Linked DNA regions of Pan troglodytes: region 1 is linked to region 2. A link is a contact called in public Hi-C data. All regions are on one chromosome and are shown on one strand. Each heading gives the region's core, a stretch centred on a gene start, on an enhancer-like site or on the middle of the called end of the contact. The rest is flanking DNA. Distances are from core to core; before and after follow the strand shown. Region 1 overlaps TMEM9B (TMEM9 domain family member B). Region 2 overlaps DENND2B (DENN domain containing 2B).

Region 1 (6,110 bases), core at 3,552-6,051, 260 kb before region 2:
ACCCCAGAGGCCCCCTTCCGTCCCGGGGCCGGGGCTAGGCCAAGGCGGGCACCAGGACTGCCCAGCCTCCCGGCCCTTCGCTCTGGTAACCGTTTCCGGGGCGGATGCTTTTTGCATCTGACCCGGCGCGCCCGGTGACGCCTTCGCGTCCAGACGGAAGTGCGGGCGGAGGATCCCCAGCCGGGTCCCAAGCCTGTGCCTGAGCCCGAGCCGGGAGCCGGTCGCGGGGGCTCCGGGCTGTGGGACCGCTGGGCCCCCAGCGATGGCGACCCTGTGGGGAGGCCTTCTTCGGCTTGGCTCCTTGCTCAGCCTGTCGTGCCTGGCGCTTTCCGTGCTGCTGCTGGCGCAGCTGTCAGACGCCGCCAAGGTGAGTCCCGCCCAGCCTCGCTCCTGACGGAAGCTCCTCCCCTACCACCGGCCTTGCGGAAACTGGGTCTGCCAACCTGCTGCTTGGCCCATTCCTGACAGCCATACCCCTGGCCTCACAGCTCCGGCAGACCCCCGCCGCCACCAGCCCCGCCCCTCCCGACTGCCCGGCGGCACTCTCGCCCTCAGCCCCGACAGCCTGGCAGTCAGCGCCCCACGGTCGTCCCCAGCCCCGACAGTGCCCACAGTCCGGACAGCAGCCCCCCACCGCCTTAACATTTCCCTTCCCAGCCCCGGCTGCACGCATCTTACACTTGACAACCTTTTCACCTCCGAGAGCCTTTAACTTTCCACCCTAAGCTCTTGACAGCCCACCTGCGCCCTCCGCCAGCCTCACAGGCCCTGCATGCCCCAAGCCAGAATGATAGGAAGCCCCCATCTGACAGAGCCTTCCCTGTCAAGGGCCGACTCAGCTCAGCTCACCCCTGAACACTTCCCTTCCTGTGGTGGGATCTTGCCCCTCCTGGCCTACTTCCCTCCCAGTAGGACCTACAGAGCATCTCTCACCTGCTTCATATTCTCACCTAACTCCCTCCACGAGTCCCTTGGTGCCTTTCTTGCTTTCTCTCTTCCTGATAATTTAGTGGGTAAGGGAATAACCAAACTGCAAGAGAGGTGAGGTTGTGGCCTCCCTGGTTCGATTTCTTGTTCTCGTTCCCTCATGCTGTTCTCTGGTGCCCCAGCTCTCCATACCTGCCCTAGCTCCATGCATACCTGTGCTTCCTCTTTGATGAGCTAGCTCATCACTGGGGGAGAACAGAAGGGATTCACATTAGTATGATGGGAAAACAGAATGACATTGCGTTTTTAAAAATAAGAGCTTTAATTTATAATATCTTTAAATGTAGGAGTGGGGAAAGGTTACAGGCAGGCAAATGTTTTTGATTCAGAGATTCTTTTTGAAACCATCTCTACCTCCTACCAGAAACAGGGACAGCAGCACGTCTCCTGACTTTGAAAACATTGCTGGCGCCCTCTGCATATCTTGCCTCATAACTTTATGTATTGTGATCATGTATTTATTTTTCAGTCTCCTTTACTAGGGTGTGTCCTGATTATGGGCAGAAACCATGTCTTATGCTTATCTGAATCCGCCTTATTGAGCACAAGATCTAACACAGAGCAAATGCTCACTAAGTGGTTGCTGAATACGTTTGTGAATTGTCAATAGCTCTGCCAGACATATCACTGTATATAGGAGGAGTGGGCAAGGTCCTCTGGGGAATGATAAGCCACTTCCTTCTCAAACAGATTCCCCTTTGCTGAGGAAGCATCTCTTCTTTTCTCTATCCAGATACTTAGTCACCTGTTCCTCCACCTCTTGAAACTTGTTTTGTTGGTAGTTGTTCTGTCTGTCAACCAGGAATTAGAAGCAAAGTTTCCTGGGAAGAGTATACTAAACTGATCTCAGAGTCAGGCTACTTCCTGTGTGTACTTCCTTTCTAGTTGTAGGTGGGTGCCTCTAACATTTCATCCCTTCTACGGGACTCTGGCCCAACCCCTTTTATCAATGTCAGTGCCTTCTACCAGAGGGTGAAAGGATGATAGGTAGAATTGTGACCTTTTTTGTGAATAATTTTTAGTTTCTTTCCCATCCTTTAGTAATGAATATTCTTATTTACAGGCACAACTATCTGTTTACTATGTGTCTTTCTAGTGGCAGATAGATGGTAATAACATTAACATAATTTGATTGTCATGTGACCCATAAATATGGTTAATAAGTCTTAGATCATGTATTAGGTATTATTTCAAAATAACTACATGTAATATATAATGATTCATTGGCATTACCATAAAGGACTGTGGCTTTTAAAAACTGTGTCTGTTAAAATTTTAAACGAATGATTTTAGAATACTTGGTATTCTAAAGAGGATGCTTGGCAAAATGTATATGGTACAGTTTTTAAAAATATTGATGATGAACTGTCAACGCACTATACTGTTTCCGTTTTGGTTACAGAATTTCGAGGATGTCAGATGTAAATGTATCTGCCCTCCCTATAAAGAAAATTCTGGGCATATTTATAATAAGAACATATCTCAGAAAGATTGGTAAGTATCTGGATTACTGAATTACCTGTCACATTTGTTTCTGTGGTTGTCAGTGTTATCCCAGAATGTTCATCAAATGCACAGTTTTCTTTTTAAGTATTTCATTTGAAGCAAAAATGTGAAATTCTACTTCCATTTGAAAAAGTGAGAGTGAGGCCCTACATGCATGATGCCTGCAGGCCTAAAGGTATACAGCCAAAACACTAAGACCCATGTAGGCAGAGTTTCATGGGAGCGTATGACTGGGTTTGTGGCACCTAAACTACCCATAGCTATCTTCCTGTACTCCCTCAAGTTTTGGTGAGGGACCTTTCTCCCTCTTGCTTTTCAGTGGAAGGTTAGCAAGCCTCGTTTATCTGGGTTATAATTTTTACAACTTGTAGGTTTTGATGATGTATTGCCAAGTATGGGAAGCTATGTTTAAAAGTGTCAGAAGGCTCAAGAAGAAGTGGAAATGAGCTATGTAGTCAGAGTTTCCCATTTGGTGTAAATGAAGAAGTTACAGGTGTGCCAAGATATTGACCTGTTCAGTCCTTGGGCAGTCAGGCAGGCCTGTGATGACTGGGGGATCCTGACTGACTAGCCACCAGCAGCCTTCTCTGCTTATCCCAGCAGACCTGACAAATAGCTTTTTCTACGTGTGCCATGAAGCAGTTGGGATGCAGTTGTATTACAGCAGGATGAATGTGTTCCTTCCCATAGAATTGTGATGTTTTATGGTTTGTAACCACGGTGGAAGATGGATGGGATAGGAATTTAGGAAAAATAGTTCCAAATGGTAGGAGCTTTCACGTGTACCTGATTTCATAGCTAAATAGCCATCAAAGAGTTAGAAAGCAAGATTAAATTCATTCAGTTAACAGTATTCCAACCTGACTTTAAAAAAGAAAAGGCAGCCTTCGAGTATGTTTAGTTTCTCTGATGCCACTGTCTGTTCTTCCCTGATATGCATTTAGGTTCAGTCTCATATTTGTTAAGTGTGTTCTTGAGAACTTCTTGTGAACCTCTATGTTCCACTGTAGGTGGTGTCATATTAAACAAGCGATTTGGCCATATTCTTAAAGGTTTTATATCAGGAAGTTACTTTATATGATACAAGAATGTTCAGGCTGGGCACGGTGGCTCACGCCTGTAATCCCAGCACTCTGGGAGGCCGAGGCAGGCGGATCACCTGAGGTCAGGAGTTCGAGACCAGCCTGGCCAACAGAGTGAAACCCTGTCTCTACTAAAAATACAAAAAAAATTAGCCGGGCTTGGTGGCGGGTGCCTGTAATCCCAGCCACTCGGGAGGCCGAGGCAGGAGAATCGCTTGAACCCGGGAGGCGGAGCTTGCAGTGAGCCGAGATCGCGCCACTGCACTCCAGCCTGGGCGACAGAGCGAGACCCCAGCTCAAAAAGAAAAAAAAAAAGTTCAAATAAATCTTTATGTTACTTCTATAAATTTTCCAAATTTATTCAGTGCTTACAGTTTATTCTGTTATCAGTAATGAAATGCAATGCCTGTCTTTTGAGTAGCAAATGAACTCACTATTCAAGTGGTTAGCACTAATCTTTTCACTAACTTTTCGTTATTTCAGACTCAGGACCATATGTCATTAATCCCTGGTTATTAGTAAAAATAGCTTTGAAAACAGTTGAGGCAGGACATGGTGGCTCACGCCTGTAATCCCAGCACTTTGGGAGGCCAAGGCAGGTGGGTCACTTGAGGCCAGGAGTTCAAGAACAGCCTGGCCAACATGGTGAAACCCCGACTCTACTAAAAATATAAAAATTAGCTGGGCATGGTGGCACACGCCTGTAATTCCAGCTACTCGGAAGGCTAAGGTAGAGAATCGCTTGAGCCGCAGAGGTAGAGGTTGCAGTGAGCTGAGATTGTGCCACTGCCCTCTAACCTGGGTGACAGAGCATGACTCTGTCTCAAAAAAAAAAAAAAAAACAAACAAAGAAACAAAGAAAATAAACAGTTGAGTATAAGGCTTGCTTGGGGTTTTTCTTCCCTCTCTCCCACTCTCCCTTGTTTCTTTTCTGCAGCTTAGCATTTTTCTAGGGATAAGTTCCCAGCTGGCACTGAAAATTTTTAACTGACTTTACAAGGGCAGGCAAGTTATGATTCACCAGAATTATGGCTTTACGAGGCCTCCAGTATCTGTGAGGGCCTAGATGTAGTTTTACCTTTTGTTTTCTAGGCCTTTCATTTTGTCCAGTTTTTATCTTTAAGTCTTCATTGACTTATGCTGGCTGACTTAAGAGTAGTTGGAGTGCTCTAGTTTGTGTTTGGGGTGATTGAAAGCTAATGATGTGTTCCTTTTGGCACTAGGGGGAGGTGTTGCCTAGTTCCTTAAGTGGTTAACCTCTGACTAGGTCTAGCTCTGTTTGTAATGACTGGTCAGCCAAAATCAACCTTCCTGCTTTCTCTCCAGCTGGGCACAACTTTTGCACAGCACTCAGTATCTTTTTGTTATTAAAATATATCCTTCAAAAGAAATACTCAATACTTACTTAGCACTTAAAATTCCCAAGTCATTCTTAGGTATTGTTGCCAAGGCTTCTGAAGCTGAAGTAGGAAACTAAATAGATCAGTTTCATTTTCCCGAGGTTCAGAGGTAAAGAACTGACGTAGGAAGCAGGAGTCCTGGATTCTGGTCCTTTCTGTTTTTTTTATTGCTAGAGTGCAGTGGCACGATCATAGCTCATTGCAGCCTTGATCTCCTAGGCTCCAGTGGTCCTCCAGCCTCAGCCTCCTGTGTAGCTGGGACTACAGGTGTGTACCATCAACCTGGCTAATTTTTATTTTTTCGACACTGGGTCTCACTATGTTGCCCAGGCTGGTCTCAAGTTGGCTTCAAGTGATCCTCACATCTTGGCCTCCTAAAACTCTGGGATTATAGGGATAAGCCACCATGCGTGGCCTGATCCTTTTTCAAATACGATTTTACTCTGTGACCTTCTCTAAGCCTGAGGCTAGATGAGCTCTCTGATCCTCAGATAGGTAACACCTGTTATGGGATATAGTTCCCTCTGCCCATTTTGTGCCTGCATCCAGTTGGGTACATGCCTGGTCTTCTGTATATTTGGAACAGATATCACACACTTTTATGGTGAGAGTTGTGGGGCCTTACCTGTATTTGAAATACCATCAGTGGAAATTTAATTTTTCATTACTACCTTTGTTAAAATTAAATTACCTGTTAAGAATAACCTGGGCCAGGTGTGGTGACTCATGCCTGTAATGCCAGCACTTTGGGAGGGCGAGGCAGGCACATCACCTGAAGTTGGGAGTTTGGGACCAGCCTGACCAACATGGAAAAACCCCATCTCTACTAAAAATACAAAATTAGTCGGGCATGGTAGCGCATGCCTGTAATCCCAGCTACTAGGGAGGCTGAGGCAGGAGAATCACTTGAACCCTGGAGGAAGAGGTTGCGTTGAGGAAGATCACACCATTGCACTCCAGCCTGGGCAACAAGAGTGAAACTCTGTCTCAAAAAAAAAAAAAGAATAACCTAACAACTTCTATCATATACCGTTTTGGTTATTTTTTCTAATGCCACAGTTTAGAGGGAACAGAACATGAAAATATGAATTTCTAGAAATTAACTTTTTTTTTTTTTTTGAGACAGAGTCTCACT
Region 2 (6,113 bases), core at 1,973-4,472:
AAACAGCCTCTGGAAGGAAACTCTTTCTGCAGGAAAGGGAGGGGGACAGGGCAACAAGGACCCCAGCATTGCCCTTCCAGAGGCAATGGCAGGGATTAGAGTCCTGGGATGCGGAGATGCCTGGAGAGCAGTGGGGTCTAGTCAGCATTGAGGGCTTAGACCTTTGTCTGGGGAGGTGGGCAGGAGGACCCTAGAGATGTGGCTGTGTGGTTCCCTTCCTCTCCCTATCTCTAAGAGCAGTCAGCTCTCCTCTCTTCCTGAGGTCCCAATGGATGGCCCCTCAACTCCTTCCTTCTGGAGCCTTCCCCGCTTTCACAGGCAGCCCTCTTGCCCACAGGCTGGGTGTTCGAGTGCTATGAGAGCAGAGCTGTAGTCCGAGGGATGGAGAAGAGGGGTTTACTGCATAGCAGGGTAGACGAGAGACCTGGAAAAGAGCAGGTTGGAAGGGGAAAGCAGCCTCCAGTTGCTTCGTGGAGGGCTGGAGGGCAGCACCCACTTGGCTGGCCCCAGCCCACTTTCCCATCGCTCTCCTGCAGGTGTTAGAGCTGCGGCGGCCCATGGACTCAAGGCTGGAGCACGTGGACTTTGAGTGCCTTTTTACCTGCCTCAGTGTGCGCCAGCTCATCCGAATCTTTGCCTCACTGCTGCTGGAGCGCCGGGTCATTTTTGTGGCAGATAAGCTCAGGTAGGGCCCAGCCGGGCAAGGAAGCAGAAGGGAGGGGGGAAGGCATGCCCACAAGCGAATCAGCAAGTGTTCAGGAGCCTAAGCATGCGCCGGAGACCAGTGCTGGAGTGGGGCTGTGCGTAGGGAGATGGAAGAGTAGGTGGAAAGGTAGCACCCCTGTGTGGGTGAGGGAGCAGGGTTTGGGAGCACACAGATGGCAGGATTGAGAACCCTGTGGAGGGCTTGGCCTGAGGGGAGAGGGAGGGACATTTCTTCCTTTGCAACAGCCAAGACTGTGCAGGTGCCGGGTTATGTAAAGGGGAAAGGTTAAGAAATTGAGATTTTTGGCGGATGGTTGCATTTCTTCTGGAGGGGGAGGCAAAGCCATCTCAATGGGATGCTGAGTTTGAGGAAAGAGCTGCTGTGAGGAAGGGGCAAGAGCACTGACCGGGGACAGTGTGAGGAATGCTGAGCCAGCCAGCGAGGGTCCTGTGGAGGGTGTCCCCTGGAGAAAGCAACTGCAGTGGCCCAGGGCTGGGAAATGGGAGGGCTGGGGAGAAGGATGCGATGGGGGCATTGAGGTGCAGAGAGGAGAGTGGGTGAGGAAGGCTGGCCAGCCCACACCGGGAAACAGATGATGTGCAGGGCCTGGAGGTGCCAGGGAAGTGGGGGAGCTAGTTTAGGAGGAGTAAGAAAAGAGCTGGATGGGTCACAGGTCTTGGTCTGAAATGCTGGCATTTATGATTTTAGAGGTAGAGGTGTCGAGAAGGTCTGGTGGTGGCCATGGGAGGGGTGGCAGAAGTGATGGTCACTGGACGTGAGGCAGTTTAGGAAGTAAGAAGTCGGAGCTCTTCTAGACAGCCAAGGTTTAAAAAAGAAAAAAGTTTTATGTCAGTGGTGGTTAGGGGGTGACACAGGCAAGGGACAAGTGATATGGCTCCGATGAGTGGAGGAACACTAGGGTTTTTGGTTCTTATGCTGGTTTAGATAAAACGACACCGACACACGTGGAGTGGTTTTAAGGAGCGGAGAGTTTAATAGGCAAGAAGGAAAGAAGAAAGGCAGAAAGAAGAAAGTACAGAGACAGAGGGAGAGAGGCTCCAAAGCCGAGAGAGGGAACCCCAAGTGCTGTGGATACCAGCCAGTTTTATAAGAAGGCTGGAGGAGGCGGTGTTTGATTTGCATAGCGCTTAGGGGATTGGTTTGACCAGGCATGTCATTCACGTAGCCCCCCCTCCTCCGGAAGCTGGCCCTCCCATCCTAGCCTTTTAATATGCGAATGTAGGGCGCCTGATGTTCTACACACGTGGGAATATGCAGGGCAGCCATGCTGCTAGGCACCTGTGGGGGCAAGGGCAAGAGGACAACGGTGGGAATTGCCATGTTGGGTGGACCCAGTTTCTAATGGTCTGCATTTGCATATCAAAGGTTGCCTGCCTGGCTGTAAGAGCCGGGGCTTTCTTTCTAGACAAGAAACGTTTTTGAGCTGCTTTAAAGGAAATGAGGTACAGTGGCTCACGCCTGTAATCCCAGCACTTTGGGAGGCCGAGGTGGGCAGATCACAAGGTTAAGAGATCGAGACTCTCCTGGCCAACATGGTGAAACCCTGTATTAGCTGTGCCTGTAGTCCCAGCTACTCAGGAGGCTGAGGCAGGAGAATTGCTTGAATCCAGGAGGTGGAGGTTGCAGTGAGTGGAGATTGTGCCACTGCACTCCAGCCTGGGAGTGAGACTCTGTCTCAAAATAAATAAATAAATAAAAATTTAAAAATTTTTTTAAAAAAAGGAAACAAAAACTTTTCCTCTCTGCGTAAAATAATTTCTTAATAAGTCCTACAACAACAGGATGGGTTATTGGCAACATGTTACATATTGTTTTGGTCAAAGAATCCATCCCAAAAAGTGGTTTCTCTAGAGTGGTCATTTGGACATTGATTAAGCCACCTTAAATGTCAGGTGCTCAGAGGAGGGCAGTGAAGGAAAATCCCCGTTCTGGTTTGTCCTCCAATAAGTCCTGAATCCCTGGGGTATTTCCTTCCGTATGTATGAGGGAGCAGTTGAGAGGAGCCCGAGAAAAGAACTCCCGATTGCCTTCAGAGGGACAGGAACGCAGGCCCATCCTCAGCCCAGGAGGAGAAAGGAGGAAGAAAAACCAGAGCTGCTGACTTTTCCATAGAGCACCAGGGTTTAGAAAGGAAAACTGCCCCTCACTTGTTCCCATCACAGCCTCAATGCTTCTGTGTCTCACAGTTCTAGGTGTTCTGTGGGCCCATCAGGCCCTTGTGAAGAAATCTAGCCCAACAGCTGGAATGAGCTGGGTACAGCAGTTCCAAGAGGCCCCTCCTGTGTGCCAGCCATGGTCATTGTCAGCCAACAAAGCCCCTGACTGCCCAGCTTTGGTGCCCTGGCCTGGCCTGACCTTAGTGGCCCCTAAGAGAGCCTGGACCATGAGGTTTCTTTTCCTGAAGGTTCTACCCTCTAATTCAGGGCTGAGCTTCCTCTTTGCCACCCTGCCCCCCCAGCCCAGCTCCCATGGGGCTGTGAATACAGCTATTGTTTCCTGTGGTTGCAGCTGCCTCTGAGCACATTCCAGGACCATTCTGGGAGGGACGATCCCAAGGTCTTGTTCTTGGCCTGGCCGGGTATTCAAGTTCTGCCAATCTGGGGTCTTGGAAAAGATGTCCTTCCTGTTCTGCCTGGGGTCTGCCTCTGGCTGGAGAGGGGAGGGGTAGGTCCAGCCAGCTCATGATCCGTTGCTGATGTTTTAGGTTTTCCACAAGTTCTTTGTCCCTCTTGCCTAGTTCTGATGTGGGGTGGGAGAGGGTACCCACGATCTGCATTCACTGGCCCTAGGGGTTTACAAAACCTCCTGCCTCCTCAGCCACGGGCCCACTGATGTGCCCCCCAAACCCGAGACAGCCCTTTTCCAGATCTTTGTCAGATGACTGTCCTGCGGGTTGCTGCATACCTTCCTGGCTGTTTGCAGGTACAATTTCCCTAAGAGAGTAGCATTGTTGTCCTTGAGGCGCTACGCAGTGGGAAAGTGGGGACTTCACCAGTCTGCAGGGTCCCTGAGCCCCATTAGCATTTTTGTTGCACTGGGAGGTTTACGATCAAAGGCTGTCCTGAGCCTCCAGCGAGCTCTAAGTTCCTGGGCCTGGGCTCAGGTACTCTGTCTCTCTGTCTGCCCATCAGTACCCTCTCCAGCTGCTCCCACGCGGTGGTGGCCTTGCTCTACCCCTTCTCCTGGCAGCACACCTTCATTCCTGTCCTCCCGGCCTCCATGATTGACATCGTCTGCTGTCCCACCCCCTTCCTGGTTGGCCTGCTCTCCAGCTCCCTCCCCAAACTGAAGGAGCTGCCTGTGGAGGAGGTGGGCCACCGGGGGAACCAGCTGGGGGGAAGGGTGGAGGGGGAAGCAGGTGCTGGGATCTTACTTGTGGCCCCTCGGCCTCTTTACCAGGCTCTCATCCTTTCTCCCTGGGAGGTCTATCCCCGGCTGGAGTACTTCCTGTTTTCTGACCCTGGGAACCTGGGAGGTCTGGAGGCCTGGCAGAGGGCATTGCGGGACTCATGCCCTGAGCCACTCTGCTAATGACTCCTTTTCTCAGGCGCTGATGGTGAATCTGGGATCTGACCGATTCATCCGACAGGTAAGAGGGTGGGTGCTTGCTAGAGTTGGGCTCCTGAGCACCCTGCACCATCACACACACTACTCAACCTGTTTGTTGAGCTCTCTGGGTTCAGTACTACTCACAGACTAGTCAAGGATGGGGAGAAGCTGGTCTTGGAATCCTTGACCTTAGCAGGGTCTGCCTTTCCAGTGACATCATGAGCTTCTAGAAGGCAGCGTGGGAATTTGAAGAACACGGCCTGGGAGTCCATAGACTTGGCCACTGGACTTTGCCCCCTTTGAGCCACATGGTCTTAGGCCTCTAAATTCTTCTGAGCTCTAAAGGAGAGGTGGTGACAACACCTGCCTTGAAATGTTTGCTGGGGGTTACACAAATAACTATGTTTGTGTAACCCCCACATTGTTATGTAACGTACAGGTTTGCGATCATTGTTGTCAACTACAAAAAGCCTTTGTTAGTTGTGGAAACCCTCCTGGCTCTCTACAAAGGAGCACAACCCAATGCTCTCCCCTATGGAAATGTACCTATTGTCTGTTACACACCAATGACGGAGCTGAGGACTCCCTGGGTACCAGGCATAGTGATGTGGACACAGAAACAGAGTATAGAGACGAAACAACAGTCTAACTTCATTCCTGAGACACAGGCTGGCCACAGTCCCCCTGCCCCAAGCCAACTGTGCCTCCTGCCTGGAGCTGAAGATGGAGGAATTGGGGAGACCTAATCAGAAACCCCTGGCTGGTCCTGGTCACAAAGGCCAGTGAATGCCACACTGGCTCTACCACCTTTTTTTTTTTTTTTTTTTTTGGAGACAGGGTCTCACTGCCATCCAGGCTGGAGTGCAGTGGTACAGTCATGACACTGCAGCCTCGACCTCCCTGGGTTCAGGTGATCCTCCCCATGTCAGCCTAAGTAGCTGGGAGTACAGGTGCATGCCACCATACTTGACTAATTGTTTTTTTGTGTGTGTTTTGCAGATAGAGGGACCTGCTAAGTTGCCCAGGCTGGTCTCGAACTCCCTCCTGGGCTCAAGCGATCCTCCCGCTCAGCCTCCCAAAGTGTTGGGATTACTGGCGTGAGCCACTGCGCCTGACCCTCTACCACTTTTAATCTCTGTAATCTTGGGCAAGTTTCTTAACCTTTCTGTGCTTCAGTTCCTCATCTTAAAATGAGGTTGATGATAGTTATGAGGGTTACTGGGAGAGATAAATGAGATTATCTACTCAGGCTCTTCTAACAGGTCTTAGCACATCGTAAGTGCTCAGTGTCAGCTATGATTGTCACTGTGCTTTCTTTCTCCTGCAGATGGACGACGAGGACACGTTGTTACCTAGGAAGTTACAGGCAGCTCTGGAGCAGGCTCTGGAGAGGAAGAATGAGCTGATCTCCCAGGACTCTGACAGCGACTCCGACGATGGTGAGAATAGTGCCCGGGCACGGTCAGCTCTGCTCCAGGCTCCCTCTGCTCTGGGTCAGGGCCCCATAGGGCCAGAACTCTGCCTCTGCACACCAAACCCTTTCTGGCTGATGAGGACCTTGGTCTCACTCTAGTGTCTTTTCTACCCCAGGTAGTTTAGGAAGGAAAACCCAAAGACATGTGGCAACCCCAAAGATACTTTCTGCTGACAGAAAACTAATTATTCCTCCTCCTGAGGCCTTGCCTCAAGCCATTGCAGGAGATGAAATGCACTTCCTCTTCCTTGGAAGCCAGAAAAATCACTTAGGGTGAGGGATATGATGAAAGTGGTGCTCTGGTTTCTACTTTAATTCATCCAGCAATTATGTTTCAACTTCCATGTTCAGAACATAGTTTCT

What was found. A called contact is a pair of places that touch in the nucleus more often than the background predicts.
Region 1: a contact with region 2 is called in a Hi-C map of stem cell-derived neural progenitor cells, with 5 times the contacts expected there. The contact joins two enhancer-like sites. A contact is called at or near these places in 1 of 7 Hi-C or Micro-C datasets (stem cell-derived neural progenitor cells) and 1 of 1 datasets of contacts at active chromatin or transcription factors (stem cell-derived excitatory neurons).

The regions. Positions count from the first base shown.
Region 1 is chr9:13,106,917-13,113,026 of NHGRI_mPanTro3-v2.0_pri, reverse strand. TMEM9B (TMEM9 domain family member B) reads left to right here. Exons shown (of 5, transcript XM_009459918.5): 2 at 2,390-2,481. Among named protein-coding and RNA genes, the nearest start is that of TMEM9B, 3.4 kb to the left of the region's middle. Within about 2 kb of position 4,801, at least 3 of the 24 cell types and tissues checked have an H3K27ac peak or open chromatin away from gene starts, as enhancers often do. A contact at or near this core is called in stem cell-derived neural progenitor cells, where this site is marked.
Region 2 is chr9:12,840,375-12,846,487 of NHGRI_mPanTro3-v2.0_pri, reverse strand. DENND2B (DENN domain containing 2B) reads left to right here. Exons shown (of 22, transcript XM_063782749.1): 16 at 537-685; 17 at 3,859-4,036; 18 at 4,275-4,316; 19 at 5,604-5,715. Among named protein-coding and RNA genes, the nearest start is that of RPL27A, 18 kb to the right of the region's middle. Within about 2 kb of position 3,222, at least 11 of the 24 cell types and tissues checked have an H3K27ac peak or open chromatin away from gene starts, as enhancers often do. A contact at or near this core is called in stem cell-derived neural progenitor cells, where this site is marked.